2 separate regions of the Bombyx mori genome follow, and region 1 is linked to region 2. Evidence: chromatin contacts called from public Hi-C data. All regions are on one chromosome and are shown on one strand. The core of a region is the stretch at or near the end of the contact, and the rest is flanking DNA. Distances in the headings are between cores, read along the strand shown. Region 1 overlaps LOC101742811 (protein bunched, class 2/F/G isoform). Region 2 holds the start of LOC101740983 (conserved oligomeric Golgi complex subunit 3).

Evidence for each region. Hi-C and Micro-C count contacts between places; a contact is called where the count stands out from the background.
Region 1: a contact with region 2 is called in a Hi-C map of whole pupa, with 1.8 times the contacts expected there. The contact joins the enhancer-like site here to the promoter of LOC101740983 in region 2. A contact is called at or near these places in 3 of 7 Hi-C or Micro-C datasets (middle silk gland and whole pupa).

Annotation. Positions count from the first base shown.
Region 1 is chr5:3,615,744-3,619,335 of ASM3026992v2, reverse strand. All of the region lies in intron 3 of LOC101742811 (protein bunched, class 2/F/G isoform), which reads left to right. Among protein-coding and RNA genes, the nearest start is that of LOC101740983, 43 kb to the right of the region's middle. Within about 2 kb of position 2,190, at least 7 of the 8 cell types and tissues checked have open chromatin away from gene starts, as enhancers often do.
Region 2 is chr5:3,572,258-3,575,865 of ASM3026992v2, reverse strand. LOC101740983 (conserved oligomeric Golgi complex subunit 3) reads left to right here and starts at 1,368. Exons shown (of 11, transcript XM_038010831.2): 1 at 1,368-1,702; 2 at 2,135-2,323; 3 at 2,942-3,068. The coding sequence starts at 1,556.

The DNA of each region.
Region 1 (3,592 bases), core at 941-3,440, 43 kb before region 2:
ATGTTCTTTATAACATAAGTCAGACTTCTTACGTTAATAACTTTGTACTTATGGTGTTCCTTAGAACATAAGTCCAGTTATGTTTTTTAGTTCGTTTGACTATATTAGGATTTGATAAGGTTGATACAGAACGCCGCTTGAATACGCCATGAAATACTTGAGTTTGATTTATGTGCTTTAGTCAGATTGTGTGTTGAGCAAAATGTAAACCGACGATGTAATAAAAAATAAATTGAAAATTTTGACTTATGTGCTTTAGTCTGCCGACCCTAGAATTCACGTTCAAAGTCGTATATTTACGCGCCGCGTTCGAATAAACATATTATAGAAGTTGTTATTGTCGCCGTTAATAAAATTCAAATATATAAATATTATATTTATTATGATACTAGCTGTAGCCGTCCGCTTCGTTGGGCATTTAAAATTAACATTATTATTTCTCACCCCCACAATGATTCTCATCATTAACGCCCCCGCAACTGTTGTAGGGAGTCCAACACTCATATAAATATTAGCCTATCCATTAAGTACATGTATTTTCTACATGGATACCAAGTTTCAAGTCAATCGGATGCACGGTTCAGTAGTTATAACGGAACATCCGTAAAAACCACTGTAGATTTATATATTAGTACTAGCTGACCCGGCAGACTTCGTAGTGCCTCAATCGATAAATAAAAGACCTAAGCTTTTGTATAAAATAAAGTTACAACAAACAAAAGGATTCGTCCGACGGGGCACACATCAGAGGAAAAAACAAAATTGTTATTTTTATTTAATTCCGAGCATTTTCATATTTATCTTTTACCTTTTAAACCTTCTCTGGACTAACACAAATAATTCAAGACCAAAATTAGCCAAATCGATCCAGCCGTTCTCGAGTTTTAGCGAGACTAACGAACAGCAATTCATTTATATATATATAGATAAATAGTGTAACACCAGAGACAGTTTTAACTATGAATGTGGAATGCTTTAGAGGAAGAGGTAGATCTAAGAAAAAATTGATGGATTTCGTGAAAGACGATATATGTAAGAAGGGAGTGAGCGAAGAAATGGTATGTGATAGAGGAGTATGGAAAGAGAAACCCGTCATATCGGATCCTCCCGATCCACTAACAGTGCTTTTAGGTACCCCAAGCACCGGTCATCGGTCCGTAAATTAACCCACAGACACTTCTCGCCGGATCTTCTCAGTGGATCGCGTTTCCGATCTGGTGATAGATTGTGCGAAGCACGGCTCTTGCTAGGGTTCGTGTTGGCAACATGGTAAGGTTTGAGCCCCGTGAGCTCACCTACTAGCCCGGTGAAATGGTCTCTCTGGACCATCAGCTTAAGTAGGAAAAAAAAACATGTTGCGCCGACCCCAGGTGACTGGGAGAAGGGCAGGTGAATGATGATGATGATGATGATGATAAATATAACAAGAACACAATTACTATAGTTTTATAGCTCGCGCTCGTGGTATTGTCTCTTAGTGCCCTTGGTCGAATTTACGTTCAGAGGAGCATTTAACCTAAATCTTCTTGATTCTGAACAATGCTAACGTGACCTCATTTACTCTCACAGTCGTTGTGATTCGATGCAACCGACCCACATTTATTGTTTTTATATCTATAAAAATAATATGTTTATCATTATAGGTTGTATCGGTCAGAAAGATTACAGCTGTGCGGGATCCAGCTATATGCAATATAAAATATGAATAATATAAAAAATGAAACAACATTGTCACTAATCTACAAAAATAAAGCAAAAAATCAGACGGGTTAGTCCACTATTGTACAAAAAAAAATTTGGATTTAATGGGATCCTGGTTACAATTTTATTATTATTAATATTAATTACCTAATATCGTTATAAATAGATAAACTATTATAATTGATGAGGATAAGTACTCTACTTATCGTACTGTACGCTATGCTATTATACTTTAATGCTTAACAACGGTCGATGGATCTGCTCTTTCAATAAAGAATTCATGTTCGAATTAACCAGCCAATCGAAAACAAAATTTGCGTACCGTCGATGTTCCACCTAAATATAAACAGTATTTTATATCTGGAACAGAGTCTTGCGTACTCATCGGACACTTATAAAAACGGCTTCGAGGTCAAAGCAAACGGCATCGAACAGTACGGCGATCGCACGCGCGTTGTAACGACGCTCCCATCGATATCGATGCCTTATTATCACGCGCAGCAGTGACGTCACACGCGTATGCAACGGCCGCGCCAATGGCTCTTGGCACGTCGACCGCGATTGATTGAGGCTCGTGTCTTCAATAGTACACGTTACGCCGCTGCGACCGGTCGTTTCCCGCATGGTTCAGAAATTGATGGCTGATCTGAAGGTGCTCATCGGAAAACGAGCACCGGCGGCCGGGGGCGCCCCCGCCCCCGCGCCGTCGCCGCCGTCCTCCCAACAACAATATACGAGAAAAGATCTGAAGGCAAATCTACACAGACACATGAGTATCGTTTTGGACAGGTCAGTTGGCGTTTGTATTCGACTTCATGCCATCACTAACTTCAACAAAAACTATCTCCAACATACAACACAAACAGCAGAGTGCTGCACGAACGTTAAACCGGAAGATAACGTACGTTGATAACAAGAAAAACTTACAGATAACACAAATGTACTTGAGCTCTTGCAATGCAACTGAAAAAATTATCAATCATTAAAATTATGAAATATACTTATAAGCAGCATATCTGTAGATAGCGTGTCCGTTAACAATGTTTGTGCCATCGTCACATATCATTTTTTCATGCTATTGCCAATATTTTGTTAATTCATGAATATCAATGCTTGTGGTAGCTTAAATCGAGCTAACATACTTTCGTAATACATTTTATAGAAGAAAAAAAAAACTTGTCAGTGTTTAATGTCTTTCTATTCCCTTTAGCAACCATTTCGCGCAAACAAGATACAGGTTGTATGAGAATCGTCACCGAAGCCGGAATTTATTAATTCGATGCAAACAGAAAATAAGATTTACCAAACTAGGCGTTGCTAAAAAGACTCAAAGCGAAGACGATTTGTAGATGAAACGGTTGAATCTGTGCATCACTTGGTTTTACTTTGCGAAGAGAACTTACCGAACGATACATCAATGAGAAAAATAATACATACTTTATTATTGTGAGCAGGAATACGCCAACAGTACGATCTGCCTGTTTTGAGATACCTATGTTCTACACAGTATATTCAAACATAAGAAGACAATTCTCTTTCATTGATTGTACTTCTTGCGTAAGGCATAATAATTATATCGAAGCGTAAAGTTACAATCTTACGAAACGATTTTAAAATGATAACAGTTTAACCTTCACCATTGCTCGTTCTATTCTAATTTAAACGAAAAAAATTATAATGAAAAATATCTTTGTACTAAATCTCCAGATATTTCATAGGCGATTATCATAATAAAATACTTAATTAAAAATGTTTAGTAAAATATTCTGAATATAACTACCATTATATAATTTAAATTTAGGTAATTAAAACCTTGCGTTGTTTATAAACAATGTACACACGATCAAAACACAACCATCCTAAACCGTTGGCAGAGTTCTCGATGCTAATC
Region 2 (3,608 bases), core at 119-2,618:
AAAAGTTATCTTGAAAGAAAATCAAAAACAGTTTCTTTCTAGTTGTTAAACTCTCTAAACAAAATTCAAATGGTAATATTATTATTATTAGTGATAGCCATATAAAATACAATTTGGTAATAAATAAAAAGTTTATTTGGATAATTAAAGCCAATTAGAAATGCTTTCCTCGTTCCTATAATATTGATAATGTAAATGAAAACTTAAACTGTATTTTCTATGATGAAAATTGTCAATTGAAAACCAAGGAGCGCCATCTTGTGTAGCAATTTGTTATTACATTTTTGTGCTGCCATCTATTGGGTTTTTAATTTACTATAGTGGCTTAGGTAAAAGAAAATGGTCTTGTTATATAAATTTTAAACCTATGGAGGGTTTACTAAGGAGGCCATTTCAGTCTATTAAAAATTGTCCGCTGAGTGGGAGCCAATTGAGGTGGCGCCATAGTAGTAAGTGGAAAGATTTTAAAAACAGCATCCATGGAGTTAATAAGTATACTAACTCTATGACAGCACCATAAACTTCCTCTTCAATCTGCTTAAAACTGCTATATTCATAGCATTTTCATTTTCTACACTATAGCGCTAATTCGGTGAGTCTTCTAACTCGGCGATCGGCTTCTTGTGATACCATTGCTGCCAGTGTCGAGATTATAAAAATGGTCAATTATTAGAGAAAAAAGAAGTATTGATGCTGCTTCACTAGACAGAGAGAGAGAGAGAGAGAATATTGTGCAACAAAATAACCCCAAACGCAGAAAAACACGAAGATTTAAGTTGTTTAAATTGTTTTATTTTGTTGATTTAATGTTTTTTCAAGTTTATGCACAAATGTGTTTTCAGTTTAATTTATCAAATAAATCAACTTTATCTCAATTAAGACCTAATCATTTTTCCAATTGTTAAATATCTAAAAGATTAGGCTGTATGGTGTGATATTTTCGCCTTTCCTGTTGGAAAAATGAAAAGACTGCCACTGTTTCACCACTGGCAGCTTAGGACTTTTTGGCAGGAACGTGAGGGGTGAAGTTGTGTGAATTGTTTTATTTTGTCTTTTTAGTATTTCTTCAGGTTTAAATGTGTAATAAATGTAATAATGGTAGTTTATTAACTGTATAATATCTGTGAAAGTGTACAGACGTGGGAAAATGAAACAAAGCCGCTGAAAAAGTCTCAGTACATAACCATTAATGAGATTATATTTCATCCCATATCATTTCGTTGATTTCGTCTCTATTGATTAATGTATCAAAATAGTAAACTTCATTTTACTTTTCTTTTCATGAAAGAGAATAAAATACACATGCAAAACATTACGCTGTATGGTGTGATATCTTTGCCTTTTCACTTGGAAAAATGGAACTACTACTTAGTTGTCAAATGTCATCAAACTCGTCAATATCAATAAACACTGCCAACCATTAAAGTCAATCCAATATAGATTTCAATATAGATTTGAAATTATAGAATAAGTACGCAAGATCAATAATTACCTAATAGAATTATCAAAATAGCGAAAATAAATTTATCTTAGCCTTTTATGCCGTACTCAAAACATGGATACGATGAGTTTAAAAGAAATACAAAGCAAGTTATTGTTGTGGGAATCGTCTGAAAATCCACTTGCGCCACTCAACTCGGACCAGAGGGAAGCGATTTTGGATCTTGAATCTTTGATTTTAGGAGTTAATGATGAGGGTGGAGTAAGTATCCGAAAAAAATAATAATTCATAGATAGCTACTTCATATTTTACTCACGACTGGACTACAGTTATGCCGAATAGCTACATTAATTTAATATTATAGTTTATTCATATGTGTTACATTTACATTAGGGGCACAGGCTTGTGCCCAGGATAGCCAAAGTTTGAAGAGAGCAAAAGGGGGGGGGGGGGTAAGCAAAAATCGTATAGGATAAATAAATAAAACTGAGAAGTGTGATTACACTAAAAATTTTAATAAGAATACTATAAATTCGTATACTTTAAGTGTGAAGCACTAAGGTGTGCATTCCTTTTGCGCGAAAAGTTTTCCCAATAACAAGGATCCCAAAATGTAAAAAAATAAAGACTGATCTATTTCTTTATGTGAAACAAATATGTGGTAATGGAAACTTTGTGCTATGCACATTACAGGAAAATGGACCAATAGAAAAAGAGACTGTTGACCAAAAATCTATACCATCTGTAGATACAACATATGACTTTTTGGAATGGTATGAGCGACTCTGTGATGATAATATGAAGACTGAAGATGTCCCTTACCAATGCTATTATAAACAATTAGAAGATAGAAGAAATGAATGTATTTCTTTAAACGAACAGGTATGAGCAAGTATAGTCTTGAATTAATTAATGATTAATTTTATTATATTTGAACACAATTTCAAATAATTCGAATAATAAAATTTGGAACAATAACATGGTTAATCCATTAACGAACTCCATCTTAATTTTGGCAAATTTTTCTTTTTAACAACTGATATTGGAATATCCATTTAATATTTGTATATTTGTGGTGCTGCAGTATTTTAAGTGATAGCTGGTTGCTATCAGTTCTTTTCAGACTTACCAGAACTACTGTAAATTGAATGAACATCTACAGTGGGTGGCACTGTAGTGGAATCTTTCTTATCAAATTTGACTAGGCACACCAAAAATGGAGGTGACTCTAATGAGTATTGATAGGGGCTCCTCATACACCAGTGTAGGTGGAATAGCCTCTTAGGCTACCAATGAATAGGAGGTTGACATGTTTACTGGCATTTTTCAATTCCTCTCTCAGCAACACAATGGATCTGGTATTTGCACGGTGAATACATGGATTGCTAGGCTATTCGTCTCCGATGAAAAAGTTTGCGCCTCATTTTTGTAGACAGCGTAACCCAAATACATTATTTGAATAAAATTGCGCACCGTAAATCAACCAGCTTGCTTTTACAGATCAACGAGGCGATGTCGGATCTGCATAAACTAACAGAGCAATACAATTTTGTTTCAAATAAAACAAATGCTCTACACAACATGAGTGAGCAGCTACTGGCTGATCAAAATAAACTATCTGGTATAGGTACGTATAATTGTTATAAGTAATAAAAAAAAATTGTGATGGTTGAGAATAACACACAATAACAAGTGATGGTTTTAAAAATATACCAAAGTTTGTTAGCCGACATAAGTTTTTAATGAAAATTAATTTTATGGTATAAGTATGGTAAACTATTCGAAGTGTCAAATATAATAAAATGATAACAGGAAATGTGATATTAACCCGTAAAAGTATTTTTTAATTATTTGTGGTTCAATATCCTGAAGTCGATAAGGGAAATAGTTTCACTTAACATAAACAGAAACTGGTAGTTGTTTGGTAAGTTTATCAATAATGATTGCTTTGCAATATATGCAAAGAAAAAAATTACATATTTACGTGTCATGAAACAAACTACATAGTTCTCGAGAACAGTTTCTGAACCCCTTGTAGATTATTCCCATATTTGTTAGATTATTCCCTTATAAGATCCCATCCCAGCTTAAGATTAGTCCCATAACTTTGTCATTTGCTTAGTATGTACAAACCTATGTCGTTATTGCCTGTATATATGTTTATGCA